Linked DNA regions of Gossypium hirsutum: region 2 is linked to region 1. The links are chromatin contacts, called in public Hi-C maps. All regions are on one chromosome and are shown on one strand. The core of a region is the stretch at or near the end of the contact, and the rest is flanking DNA. Distances in the headings are between cores, read along the strand shown.

The links. A called contact is a pair of places that touch in the nucleus more often than the background predicts.
Region 2: a contact with region 1 is called in a Hi-C map of leaf, with 2.4 times the contacts expected there. The contact joins the promoter of LOC107891645 here to the promoter of LOC107892575 in region 1. A contact is called at or near these places in 2 of 34 Hi-C or Micro-C datasets (both in leaf).

What each region holds. Positions count from the first base shown.
Region 1 is chrD09:37,312,673-37,319,301 of Gossypium_hirsutum_v2.1, reverse strand. It overlaps LOC107892575, which reads right to left and starts at 3,672. Exons shown (of 2, transcript XM_041100217.1): 1 at 3,526-3,672; 2 at 1,800-2,049. The coding sequence starts at 3,672. The coding sequence ends at 1,930. It overlaps LOC107891642 (GABA transporter 1), which reads left to right. Exons shown (of 6, transcript XM_016816484.2): 3 at 344-441; 4 at 533-719; 5 at 821-1,185; 6 at 1,307-1,816. The coding sequence ends at 1,687.
Region 2 is chrD09:37,446,399-37,453,647 of Gossypium_hirsutum_v2.1, reverse strand. LOC107891645 (splicing factor U2af small subunit B) reads right to left here and starts at 1,286. Exons shown (of 6, transcript XM_016816489.2): 1 at 475-1,286; 2 at 240-326; 3 at 88-169. The coding sequence starts at 711. It overlaps LOC107891644 (glucomannan 4-beta-mannosyltransferase 2), which reads right to left. Exons shown (of 8, transcript XM_041100521.1): 4 at 6,105-6,215; 5 at 5,633-5,883; 6 at 5,341-5,540; 7 at 5,042-5,257; 8 at 4,342-4,953. The coding sequence ends at 4,800.

The sequences.
Region 1 (6,629 bases), core at 2,423-4,922:
AAAGTTTTTTTCTTCCTTTTTTGGGGTTACCAAACTAGATTTAAACTACAAAAATTAATATTTTATCTATTTATTTTTTATATATAAAGTTAGTATTTTGTTCATTGTGTGTGAACTCTACAAATAGAGTTAAATGAACGATGTGTGTTTGTTTTTATTATGATCTAAACTAAAGTCATATGCAATTATTTATTCCTATCTGTGAAGTTGTTTAACTCTGAATCAAATAAATTTTCATGTATTTCTGAGCACCATATTTTTGGAACTTGAAAAATATAAAAAAATAAAAAATAAAAATTTTGCTAGCATAAATTCAGCTCTTGTAACACATTGTATTGTGCAGGGCCAAGATGGGGTTGGTACTATGTTGGGCCAACTCAATTCATGGTCTGCTATGGTTCTGTAATTGCTTTGACTCTTCTGGGAGGACAATGTATGAAGGTAACTCCTTTGTTTTCTCTAGTTTCAAAAAATTCCTATTTATTAATTAGTTATGCTTAAGATGATTGAAAATGGTTTCCAATTTTTGCAGGCAATTTACGTGCTCTCACAACCAAATGGGAGTATGAAGCTTTACGAATTCGTTATTATATTTGGGTTCTTGATGCTGGTTTTAGATCAAATCCCATCTTTTCACTCACTAAGGCATATTAATTTGATATCCTTGTTTCTATGCCTTGCCTATAGTGCCTGTGCCGCTGCTGCTTCCATACATATAGGTAATTCTGGAGATACAATAAGAACTTGTTTCCATCATCTGTTTGATTCAATGATTAATTAAACATGGCTTTCTTGTTTGTTTGTTTGTTTGTTATTCCAGGGAATTCTTCAAAGGGACCAAAAAAGGATTATGGCCTGAAAGGTGACACCGAAAGCCGAATTTTCGGAATATTCAATGCTATCGCCATTATTGCCACAACTTATGGCAATGGTATCATTCCAGAAATTCAGGCAACAATTGCACCACCGGTGAAGGGGAAGATGTTCAAAGGGTTATGTGTTTGTTACACAGTACTTATCATTACTTTCTTCACTGTTGCCATCACCGGTTATTGGGCATTTGGCAACCATTCTGAAGGCCTTTTACTCAGTAATTTCTTGGATGATGGGAATCCTTTGGTGCCAAAATGGTTCATCTTGATGACCAACCTCTTTACTATTCTCCAACTATCAGCAGTTGGCGTGGTGAGCGCATATCTTTCCCTCCCCCCTCTTCTTTCCGACTCTTCATTTTTCTTCAGGTGCATGTGTGTCGGGTCAACATAGGTTCATGTATTCAATAATAAAAATCTGGTTTTTGTCACAGGTCTACTTGCAGCCAACAAATGAAGTGCTGGAAAGAACATTTGCAGATCCAAAGAGCAAAGAGTTGTCTGCCCGTAATGTTATCCCGAGGGTAGTCTCGAGATCACTATCTGTTGTTATAGCCACGACAGTTGCAGCTATGCTTCCATTTTTCGGAGACATCAATGCCGTCATTGGAGCTTTCGGTTTCATGCCCCTTGACTTCATCTTACCTGTCATTTTCTTCAACTTGACATTTAAGCCGTCGAAGCGGAGTCTTGTTTTTTGGTTGAATGTTTCCATTGCAGTGGTTTTCTCTGCACTGGCAATTATAGCAGCCATTGCAGCAGTCAGACAAATAGTTCTTGATGCCAAAACTTATAGATTATTTGCTAATGTATGATATAATCCAACCAAGTTTATCAATGGCTGGCCTTATATGTAGTCGATACCTCGTTAAAAGTAAAGGACGGAGAGCCTGTTATGCCATCACATGTTGAATGAATTCAGTGAAATTGCAGAAAGAATCAAATATTTGATTTAAATTGATTTATTGTAATAGCTAAAAGGTAACAACCGGAACTTAAAGGGGAAAAAAACAAGAAAACTCAGCTGTAAGTCTGCAACAAGCAGCTTAATTAAAGTCTATTTCGATTCTCGACCATTTAAATGTCCAAATTCTTGCTTCCAATAAGCTTGTGCTTCTTCGGGTGTCCGAAATGTCCAAATATGAGACTCGGCTTTCTCACGAGCCTCTAGAATCTCCTGTTTTCAGCAGGACCAGTTCATTATGGGGAACAGATAGCACAGGTAAAATGCAACTGCAATTTAAGTATTTTCTACATGGAAAGACCAAATAGTTCAATAAACCTCTCTACAGTTCCTAGTCATCGTTCCGTTTACATGAATGTTATCATCATTAGCATTCATAAAATGACATGCTATGTTTTCTTAACCCAACCCCCATAAACAAATTTATAACACCCAAGCTTCGGCCTTAAGGCACTTCTTCAACTTTTGCCATATCAATAACTCTCTCTTCAATTGTCACCATCAAAATGCATCAAAGACTTCCTTTTTTTTAACTAAACAGTGCGGATGTCAGTGTCTTACCTCTTCACCTAAGAAATAACTGTATTTACTTATTTATATTTCTAGCAATTATTGTCTTTTCAAGTTCCTCACAAACAAACATGCATGAGCTTTTTACTTATTTATATTTCTAGCAATTATTGTCTTTTCAAGTTCCTCACAAACAAACATGCATGAGCTTTTCCACACTCCTTTATTCTGTGTACCTAAATTATTCAAACCATTTAAGCACATATGAAAAAGGTAATCACTCTTTAGCTAAGATGAAATGGTGAGTCTTTTCCCCCCATAAGTTCCTTTGCAATATATCCAGCTTACCCACTTAACCATTTTTGGTTATATCCCAACTGGTAGTCATCTTTTTGTCTTCCACTGTACCTAGTCTTAGTTATCATAGTAATATACTTTGAGATAAAGGTTAAAATCTTTTGAATCTATATTACTCAGCCCCTTCATTTCCCTAAAGCCTTGTTCAACACATATTCAACCATGAGTAAAGGGTATGCTCTTCCAAATATAAGAAATAACTCTAAAAAGAATAAGTATACTCATATAGGACACATATCCGTATAACACAGGTTTGAACTTAGCTAAACATTTTGGAACTTCTCATTAATTCATTATTGAAGAGATGAATTCACAGCATGCGAAACATAACAATAAAATTACGACTAGTCGGTTATTGATATGTAAACCCTAAAAGTGAAAGTGCTATCTTTTTTTCATTATGGTTCAGAGATTTAGGGCACCATTTACAATTCCCAAAAATATGAAAGATTTAGGATACTACAGAAAGACCTAGTTTAACATTACAATTGAAAACAAGCTAATCCCAAGCAATTAGGATTCTCAGTAGAACTTGATATCTTATTTGGATGGCACTCGCAACTAAAATTGAGATTTGTGATCAATGGCTGCTCAAATTGAAAGAGACATTACATTTGTTTGTTGATAGTTCATCTTCGATAAATTCCTCCAATCAACTTTTAGCTTATGAACCACAATTTAAGCATAAGGCAACAACTAAGTAGCTTATTAACAAATTAAAAGCTAAAAAATTAAATATAAATTGAAATAATAGTTTTTCCTTAAATCTTTTTGCAATATTTTTAAATCGGAAAAGAAATTAAAAGAAAGAGGAAAATGAACCTGGAGTTGAGAAGATGGCTTGGTTTTCAAATACAAACAATCCCAAGGAGCACTCCATTTTCCATAGCAATTATCCAAAACTCCTTCTCTGTAATACTGTTGCAATTGATGAACCTGTTGTGAGGGGAAAACTAGTAGGAAAGAAATTCATTGAGTTTTAAGAAAATAGGGAGTTTTGGGGGGTGAGGGAATTATAAGTTTAATTGAAACGGGGAGTTTTGGAGAGATTAGTTGCACGGTGCGTTTTAGTCACAACAGAATTTTACCACGTCATTTTCTTGTTAGTTTCCCTTAAATTGCATGTAATGCATGAGGTAGCGGTTATCGAATGAAAAGGAAGCAAATTCAGCACTCTCTTTTCTCATTCCTTTCTTCTCTTTTCTCAAATTTTTGGTTCGTATTAAAGGTATCAGAGCTTACAACGATCCCTACATAGCTGGAGATGGTGTGTCGACACGTTTGCAAAAGGAGGTCGGGAGTTTGCAACATGACATTTCCAAATTCTAAGAAGAAATAACCCGTTTAGAGACTAAAATGGAGACTCGATTGCAGGAGTTTAAGACTGAGTTTCGGGGAGATTTACAAGCATTGTTGGGTCAGTATTTTGGACCACCACCAACGGTTCATCTGCAAATGTTACGGCAGATAAAGGCAAAGGGGTTTTGGGAGCTCCTCCCGGTTTCTTATCTAAGGATACCGACTTACCGCATGTTCAGACGGAACCATTTGTTACGGATAAGGGTAGTGCACATTTGAGGGATCACTCCTATGTGACGGGAGCTTCTGTTAAACTTAGCAGGTTGGACTGTCCCAAGTTTGATGGTACCGATTTTAGGGGGTGGTGGACCAAACTGGAGCAATATTTTGAAGCAGAAGGTACACTAGAGGCTAGTAAGGTCCGCCTTGTAATGTTGAACCTAGAGGGCCGAGCGCTGGGATGGCACCATTTTTATTCTCAAAGGAGTGGAGGCTTGCAAATGCTGTCCTGGCCAGAGTACATTAAAAGTCTTCAAGATCGTTTCGATTGTGGGCAGTTTGGAAATCCGATGAGGGAATTGGTCAACTTGAAACAACAAGGTACTGTTGAACAGTATCAGGATTTGTTTGTGGGGTTACTGAATCAATTGCATTTACCGGAGTCTTATGTTCTCAGTATTTTTCTCAGTAACTTGAAGGCTAAAATAGGTCACTACTTGGACCTGTTTGAACCATCGACACTGGTGGAAGCTTTCTAGTTAGCTAGAAAGATCGAAGTACTTATTTTTTATTCAGGGAAGGGGCGTACGACTTAGGGGGTTAGCTCACCTCGACCTTTAACCAACACATCGGTCATTTCAAGGTATTCATCTTCTCCTACAAAGACTGTAATGAGTTCTCAATCTGTTAACAATGCATCTTTGAACAAATCAGAGTCTAGAACCATATCCCCAACATTGATGGCTGAAAGGAAACAAAAAGGCCTCTGTTTCTGGTGTGGGGCTAAATACCATGCGGGGCAGAAGTGCATGAAGTCCCAGTTATATCAATTTTTACTCGAACCTCTTTCTGATAGTGAGACTGAGGAATTTCAAGAGTGTTTGGAAAAATTAGAAGAAGCGGGTACTGATGAATGGGGCCTTAAGTCACCGATAATTTTGTTACATGCTCTTACTGGCTTATAGGGGCATAACACTATGAGAGTGGCTGCTCAAGTGGGGGCATTGTGGGCTATTATCCTAGTCGACTTAGAGAGTACACGTAATTTTAATCAAGGCTGGTCAATCGGTTGTCTTTACCAGTGTGGCATCAGGAGCAACTACGAGTCTCAGTAGCAAATGGCAGTTGTTTGTTTACTAGGGGACTATGCAAAGGGGTTACCTAAGAGGTATAGGATCGTAAATTTGAGACTGATTTCATGGTCTTGTCGTTGAAGGGCTGTGATATGGTGTTGGGAGTACAGTGGTTATTAGCACTGGGGGACATCATTTGGAATTTTAGTTCGCTGACCATGCAGTTCAACTTAGCAGGGAAGTCATGTGTTATTCAAGGTATTACTCCTGGTTCATTAGCAGCTGAAAGTGGAGAGCTAAATCCGAAATGTTTTGCAGCAATGGGGCAGTCGATGAGACCTTTTACAGCAGTTTTGAGCTCAATGGAGCCAGTGACGCTGTCAACCAAGAAAGACAAGGACCTTGGGGACCAACTCCAAGAATTGTTGGTGGAATTTGAGGACATTTTCCAGGTTCCAAAAGGATTACCATCTCGTAGGATGCATGATCACAGAATTCCCCTAAGGGATGAAGGGGCAGTGATCAAAATTCAGCCCTACCAATATCCGGCGTTTCAAAAGAATGAAATAGAAAAGCTCATTCAGGAAATGCTTCAGGCTGGAATCATACGTGACAGTACAAATTTGTTTGCTTCCCTTATTATCATGGTTAAGAAGAAGGATGGGAGTTGGAGATTATGTGTGGACTACAGGCAGTTAAACCAGCTTATAGTTAAGGATAAATTTCCTATACTAGTAATTGAGGAGTTATTGAATGAGCTTGGGGAAGCTAGAGTATTTTCTAAATTAGATCTAAGGTCTGTATATCACCAAATTCGTATGTGGGAACTGGACGTATACAAAACTGCATTTTGGACTCACGAGAGGCATTATGAGTTTCTCGTGATGCCCTTTGGCCTCACTAATGCTCCATCCAGTTTTCAGGCTCTCATGAACTCAATTTTCAAGCCACTGCTGCGTAAATTTGTGTTAGTTTTCTTCGACGACATACTTGTGTATTCAACCTCGTGGGAGGAGCATATGCACCATTGGAGGTCCGTTTTTCTTATCTTAAGAGAACAACAGTTATTTGCGAAAAAGTCAAAATGTTGTTTTGGTTCATCTCAAATTCAATATTTGGGACATGTACTGCATGAAGGGACAGTTTTTATGGACACAACTAAGATTGATTGTGTATTATCTTGGTCGCTTCCTCAATCAGTGAAGGAGTTGCGCAGCTTCCTTGGCCTCACGGGCTACTACAGGAGGTTTATACAGAATTATGGTGTGATTGCTCGACCTTTGACTAATTTGCTGAAAAAGAATAGGTAGGAATGGTCTGACCAGGCTACTGAGG
Region 2 (7,249 bases), core at 37-2,536, 140 kb before region 1:
GTTGTATTTAATCATATTTAAAAGCATTATCCTATAACCTGTATATATATATATATCATGTAATACAAAGGATAGAAGAAGCCAAACCAGCATAAAATCTTCCGCTAAGATTCTTGACTGCATTTGCAGCATGTTCTTCCTCTCTAAACTGAACATACACATTGCCTACCTGTTCAGAAAATTAAGATATCAAACAAATAGAATCCAAACAAAAAATTTTCCGGGAAAAAAAGATTTACCATATGGTCAGCCAAGTTATCACATATGTTCAAACTCTCAATTTGACCGTACTTGCTCAACTCCTCAAACAAATCCTCATAAAAAGCCTGCAAATTCAACATTAAAACACTAAGACTCCGGTTGCCAAGCTACTTTTAAACAATATCCTAACTAAAAATTACTCTACACCAAATCACAGAATCCAAATAGAGAAACAGTAAAGCTTTGAGATTTGAAAAGCTTAAGGAGAAATACCTCAAAATGTTGTTGGATCTTGCGGGGGTCGATAGGGTTACCCTGGGCGTCGACGCCCGGGGTGATCATGTCCGGCCGTTGGTACATGTTGGAGAGAAGGATAGTAGGGCTGATGCTGGGCTTGGTGTGGAGACGCGAGCAGCGATCCCCGTGACGGCACGCGCCTATCTTGAAATAAAAGGGGCAGTTCACTCTGTCCTTTTCAGTCCCAAATATCGACGCCAAATGCTCCGCCATTTTTCTTCCTCTTCCAAGGATCTGTTCCCTTTTTTCTGGTTCTTTTCCGTCGTGGGTTTGATTTGAAGATCAATAATATAGGTGTAAAGTGTTTTCGGTTTTTGGGTATTTGGATAATAACATTACGTTACGTCCAGACTTTCAAGGCCCAGCTTTGGCATCATTCAGATTTAAACAGGGCTCATATACGTACCTTTGGGCTATGGCTATGGTCACATCATTCCAAGGCTAATCATAATCCAATACCATCCTTCTGCAAATCTCCTCTAACTACATTCCATGTAGAACACTCAACCCCATAAACCAAAACCTACACCCCAATTAACTCACACAAAAATATTCAAAAATTCTAAAACTTTGATTAAGTCAATTATTTTTTGTTTGTCTCAGCGGTAACCTCTTACATATTGTTATAAGATAGTGGCAGCCATGAATGACACAATAGATGAGATCCTTATTCCTTACCATATACACATCATACGTGATACACAGCACCCAGTAGGATGGGTTTAATATGTATGCTGCTTTCGAAATCGTTCAATTTTATCTTTTAATTCCAATCAGTTTATTATCCCAAAACTAACTTTAATTTTACAACTTTCAAAATAACTTCACCAATATCCCCCACCTACTCTCACAAGCCTGGAAATGGACAAACTGGATTCTAAATGATTTCACTTTCAGCATAGTAGATAGTAGATGCGGCGGTATATATAAGGATGAATGAGGCTGACCCCATGTCTCAGAAAAATGGACCTAACATGTCCCCCGAATGATGGGGTTGCATAACCAAAAAAAAAAAACCAAAAGGATCCCTATGTATATGTCTTTGTTATAAAATTGAAACATCAAACACCACTCCTAAAAGGCCAAAACACAAGACAGCAAGTTTGAGATGACTTCTCAGCTAACCATTATTGTATTTCATCTTATACTTGAACATCAACCAACTAAAACAAATCAATTTTAACTAAATTCTCACATTTAATCACTTCATCTTATCAGTCCTTTTCTTCATTCATTGCAACACCAGCGGGTCAAATTTTTGGTTTCTTTTGTTTTTTTAAATGAAGTGTTAGCTATGTGGTCCTTGGAGACGAAGTGTGCTTAAATGAGTGTCTCAAAGCCACTCTTTACAATTCTCCCCATCATAATTGACAAAAGATATATACTTTAATGCAATCTGACACATCTTGGCTGTTACATTATAATGCAATATATATATATAATATGGTATGGAGTACCTTGTGCTTTGCAATAATAATACCATTTTGCCTATGGGTGATACTATTCACTTACACTATAGTTGGCAACAGTTAAGGTTTGCAACATAATGTGGTAAAAATATTGTCATCTGATATATATATTATACGTCACGTGTCATTGTCTAGTTATTTCATCAGTCATGTTAATTTTTTAATAATTTAACAAATAATTTATTTATTTTTCTAATAAAATAATATAATCTAAAAATATATATGAAGATGAAAGACTTCATATTCTTCACCACTTTAAATCCCGTGATTTTTTCTCATCAAATAAAAATGAGACTTTACCTCATTGACACAAAAGGTTCAAAAATTTAAATAGAAAATTTATTTTATTTTATTTTCTTTAAAACAAATTGTCAGAAAACTTAATTTGGAAGTTTCCCTAAATCTATGACCAGCAATTAAATATTGAATTACTTTCATAAGGCCAATTATTGTTTGTCAGTTTTTGAAGAAGAAAAAAACAGTAATTTGCAGGCCTCAGTTCACTCAATTAAAACCTTTCAACCTACTCTCTTATATTATATAATTATCTCTCCCCACTTGTTAACCAAAATTTAATGAGGCTTCTACATAAAGTAACATACATTTAGCTTCATTTTAAGTTTAATGTTCCAATATGTTGGGTTTTTTTTTCCACTCAATGAATAGAGCTAGATTCCTAACTTGAAAAAAAGGTAACTGAAATTTATTTATATATATATTAGAGTAAACTATAACATTAATCACTAAATTATGAGTAAATTTTTATTTCGATCACTTAATTGAAAAGTTACAATTCAATTACTAAACTATTCAAAAGTTTTCATTTAAATCACAGAGCTATTAAAATCGATGTTATATGACTTTTTTTTGTTTGCACTGTCTGCATCAGTCGTAAGTTCTTTTTCTCCTCTTCTACAGTTTAGTTTTTTTTTCATGAACCAATTTTAGATGTCACGAATCTACAAACCAAAATTCAAACAATTTTTTTCTCCGATCTTCGACACTAATCGTCAAATCAACTTGGATTTAAGGCATGCTATTCTACTCATTGATGGGTACTAATTCACTGGACCAATTGTTGAATAGTTGCTTTGAGCTCGCTAGCGGAATTTTTTTTAACTTAATAGCCCAATGAGTTAAATAAAAACTTTTGAATAGTTAAATGACTTAAATGAAAACTTTCAAATAGTTTAGTGACCAAATTGTAACTTTTTGAGTTAAGTGATTAAAACGAAAATTTATCTATAAATATTAGTGACTAATGGTGTAGTTTACCTTTTTAAAAAAAAATAAAAAGCAATAAAAATCGACAATACATATTAGTCGTATATAAAATATATGTTTTATTATGAAGTGGGGAGATATTATATTAAAATGATTATATTAAATAGAGATATCAATTGTTAAAATAAATCGAGGAAATTTTTATTTGAAATATATATTAAAAAATTATAATAAATAGGTATGTCCATGTTTTATTATAAAATTTTGTATTAACAAACAAATTAATTTATGAAAAATAATTATAATCAATCATAAAAAAAACAAAACAAAAAAAGACATTAAGTATAGGTCCGGATTGACAACAAAGCTAATTGCTATTGTTTGAGTAATATTATGATTTTTTTTACTGTTATTCAATTATGCAGTCAACTTTAAATTTAGCCAATCATGTTGAACCAATAAAAAAATTACCTGTCAACTGAATATTGTTATTACATAAACATTAATCCAAATTAAAGTAATGGATTAAATCTTATATTTCAGCATAATAGAGGGACTAAAACCAGAAATACTTTAATTCAGAAATCATAATTCTTCCCACAAGCTGCAAATGATTGGGACAAGACATGAAAGGTAAGAATGAACCTGTCTCTTGTAAACTTACCAAGTAATAAAGTGTCTGAAAATTACAGATCTAGCAATGATTATGGACAATATTAATATCTGGAAAACTTATAAAAGCTTAACCTGATATTACGACGGTTTACCAGATTATATAATTTATTCTAAATAATCTATTCTAAGAGAAAGGAGAAAACGTAGGCCAATGCTTAAAGTCTAAGACAAATTATGTATGGCATCATGTTACTTTAGCATCAAGTTTTTTTTTTTCTGTACTTTGATATATATAGCTGTATTTACATGAATGGGATCAATGATTTCAGGATCTGTAAATAGTTTACCAGTTGCATTAATGATGCAAAAAATTAGAAAAATCCTGGGAATGTATGCACGCACAAAACAGAGGTTGGTGAGTGAAATCAAGGCTTGGTTGACTAATGAGAAAGTTGATAATTCTAGTTTTTTTTTATTCTATGAATGATGCTGCAATTATTGCCACAGTTGTGATCTTGGAAAAGCAATCTAATTATTATTAAAAAGCATGGAAATACTTGAATTTGATAAATTAACTGTGATTACAAGTTCACCCTACTATTTCTCACTTTATTCCCTTGAAAAAAAAAGCTTCAGTAAAACTAACAAATGGAAACTCAAAAATAAAGAAAACCAAAAGAGAAAAAAAATAAATCTCACAATTACATGCAAATTGTCCAAAGCAAACTATCCCAAGGCCCTGACTCTGTATAAATATATATTGGCAATAACACCACTTTTTTTTTGTTCTTTTCTGGTGAATTCTCCATTTAACAGCAATGATCTTTGAGGGAGACATGGCAACGGACCGACCGATGACGCCTTTTTTTTTTTTTTTTTTTGGGTACTGAATATATTGAATGAACTATTTCTGTTTAACTAAAAATAAGTGATGGGACTGATATTTGCAGTCAAACGATAGCAGCAGCAGACAAGTTGATACACTTTGCTTACTTAAATGATGGTGCCAACATATCCAATTCCTGTGATAAAGAAGGTAATGGTTTGCAGGAAGAGGTATACGAAGTAGTTATTCTTCCCGTGGACGAAATCGTAGCATCCGCATAGGAAAAGGAATGCTGCGAATCCGAGCTCCAACGTATTCAGCCTGTTGATACAGCATGATTATACACACACTGTTGGATTCTTTTTGTGTCAATTTTTATTAAAGAGTGATGATGATTTATGTTGTTTACCTATCAGTGAATTTGAATTTCAACTTCCTTGGTGCTTTGGCATTGTTCTTGTTCTTAGCAGCATCGGCTGCTTTCTTGACAGCATCACCGAGTTTCTCGGTCACGACCCATTCATTGGCTCTCCCTGCCTCTAGGAGACCGATAAACGTCGCCTTTGTCCGGTGCAACGACATCACGTTCTCGAACAGGATCCAGTAAAACAATAGGTGGATTGATCTGCAAGAAACCATGCAAAAATTTTAGTTTTTGCCAATTGCAATAAACAGGCAGGGGAACAAAGTATGCTACCATTGTCATACCTTGGAGTTCCTACAGAGTTTAGAATGGTAATGACTGACGGAATATAGACGGCTCCCCAAATAGGAACCCAAACTTCGGGGATCAAAATCGTGAGCGGAAGAACAACGCAGTAAAAGCAAAAGGTGACCATATGAGCAATGATCTTCCGGACGAAGAAGAAGCTGTAAATTACGTATACTTTCTTCCAGAATTTCACTTTCTGCAACACGTATTTCGAAACAAATCGATCAACATTATGAAGATGTAAAAGAAGTGAAATTTTGCAGCATGGTTTACAGCAAAAGTTCTAACCTTGTTTTGAATGATTTCCCACACCATTTTCCTGAAGAGATTAGCAGGGCCACAAGACCATCGATGCTGCTGGAATCGAAATGCCTTAAAAGTACTAGGAAGTTCACTTTTCACCTGAAGGTCACCCAGGTAAACGAATTTCCATCCCCGGAGACTCGCTCGGACCGCCAGGTCCATGTCCTCCACGGTGGTCCGATCCTTCCACCCACCTGCCTCATTAATGGCCGCAATTCTCCATATACCAGCCGTCCCTGCATTCATTTTTTTATGTGATTCATTACACTCGTTTATGAATAAATGACTTAGTAACGACATCTTAACCGACACTAATTCTGAGTTTGTCCAATTCAATGCTACATATATTTTCTTAGTTTCCACTCACTTTCAAACACCAACACACCTCTCTCTTTTTAATACATGGCAAAGTCACCATCAGACTGATAGACCAAATTAATGCATCATATATGTATACCATTAAAACCAAAGAAAGCATGTGTTGCTGATCCAACTTCCTGCTCCACTGTGAAATGGTAATCCAATGACATCTCTTGCATTCTTGTTAACAAACATTCGTCAGCATTCACTGCAAAAACAATGTACCATCGATGAATATCATGGGATTTAATTTAAATGTCTTAAAAATTATTATATTTGTAATTAACATAATTAACAAAATATAAAGCCGTCTAGACTTTTTTTGTCCTCTTTCGGCTCAAATGATAATGTGACAACACGAGGGGAGCATACAAAATCTATGCAACTGACTCTCCTATTTTTATAATAATTTTATTAATTCCTTTGCATCCAATTACTACTATTTTTTTAATTTCAAAGAGAATGGAAAATATCCGACTTTAAGAAAATATCCAAGTGTCGGCAAAATGGAGTAAGGTCCACCGCATATGGATATAGTACTGCCCGCATCTTAAACTTTACGCTGGGACCCAATTTTTTACTTGAAAAAGTTAAAAAGGCACGTGGAAAGTGGAGTGGCTGTTATTTGGTTCTAAATGACAAATTTAACCTCCAGGGCCACTGGGGGACCTTTGCTCTTGACCACGTGACCCGTACAATCTGGTTCGTTGATCAAAAGAGCAAAATCCCACCGTTTTTTGTTCTTTTTTATTTGAAAATGACGAAACCACCCTTGCAAGTCACATGCTATTGAAAATTAACTCTATGTTTTCTATTAGCCCCAAAAAAAATTAGTAATCTCTAACCCATACAGAAAAGATGGGCAGATTTTAAATCCATATTGGAATTGTGGAAGTAATAATTACTAAACTAACCAAATATTTATATGCTTACTAGTACTACCATTAATATAATTGATTAGGTGTTATGATACTATTTCATATTCTCAAAGATGGGTCCCATGAACAATGATGAAGAAAGGGTGGCTTAGGGCAAATAGGGTCCACACCCCCGTGATTGGTGGGTTCTTCTTGTGGACCCATCCCTTTGGCCAGCTTCCCATGCAGTCTGCAACCAATTCCGCCGACAAAAAACCAAAACCCAATTACAAAGATAAAAATGACCTAAACAGAGCAACCAAGATAATAAGCCCACCGACAGTCTGAGAAATTTAAGCACCAAAGCTAACCCAAAATTATAAAT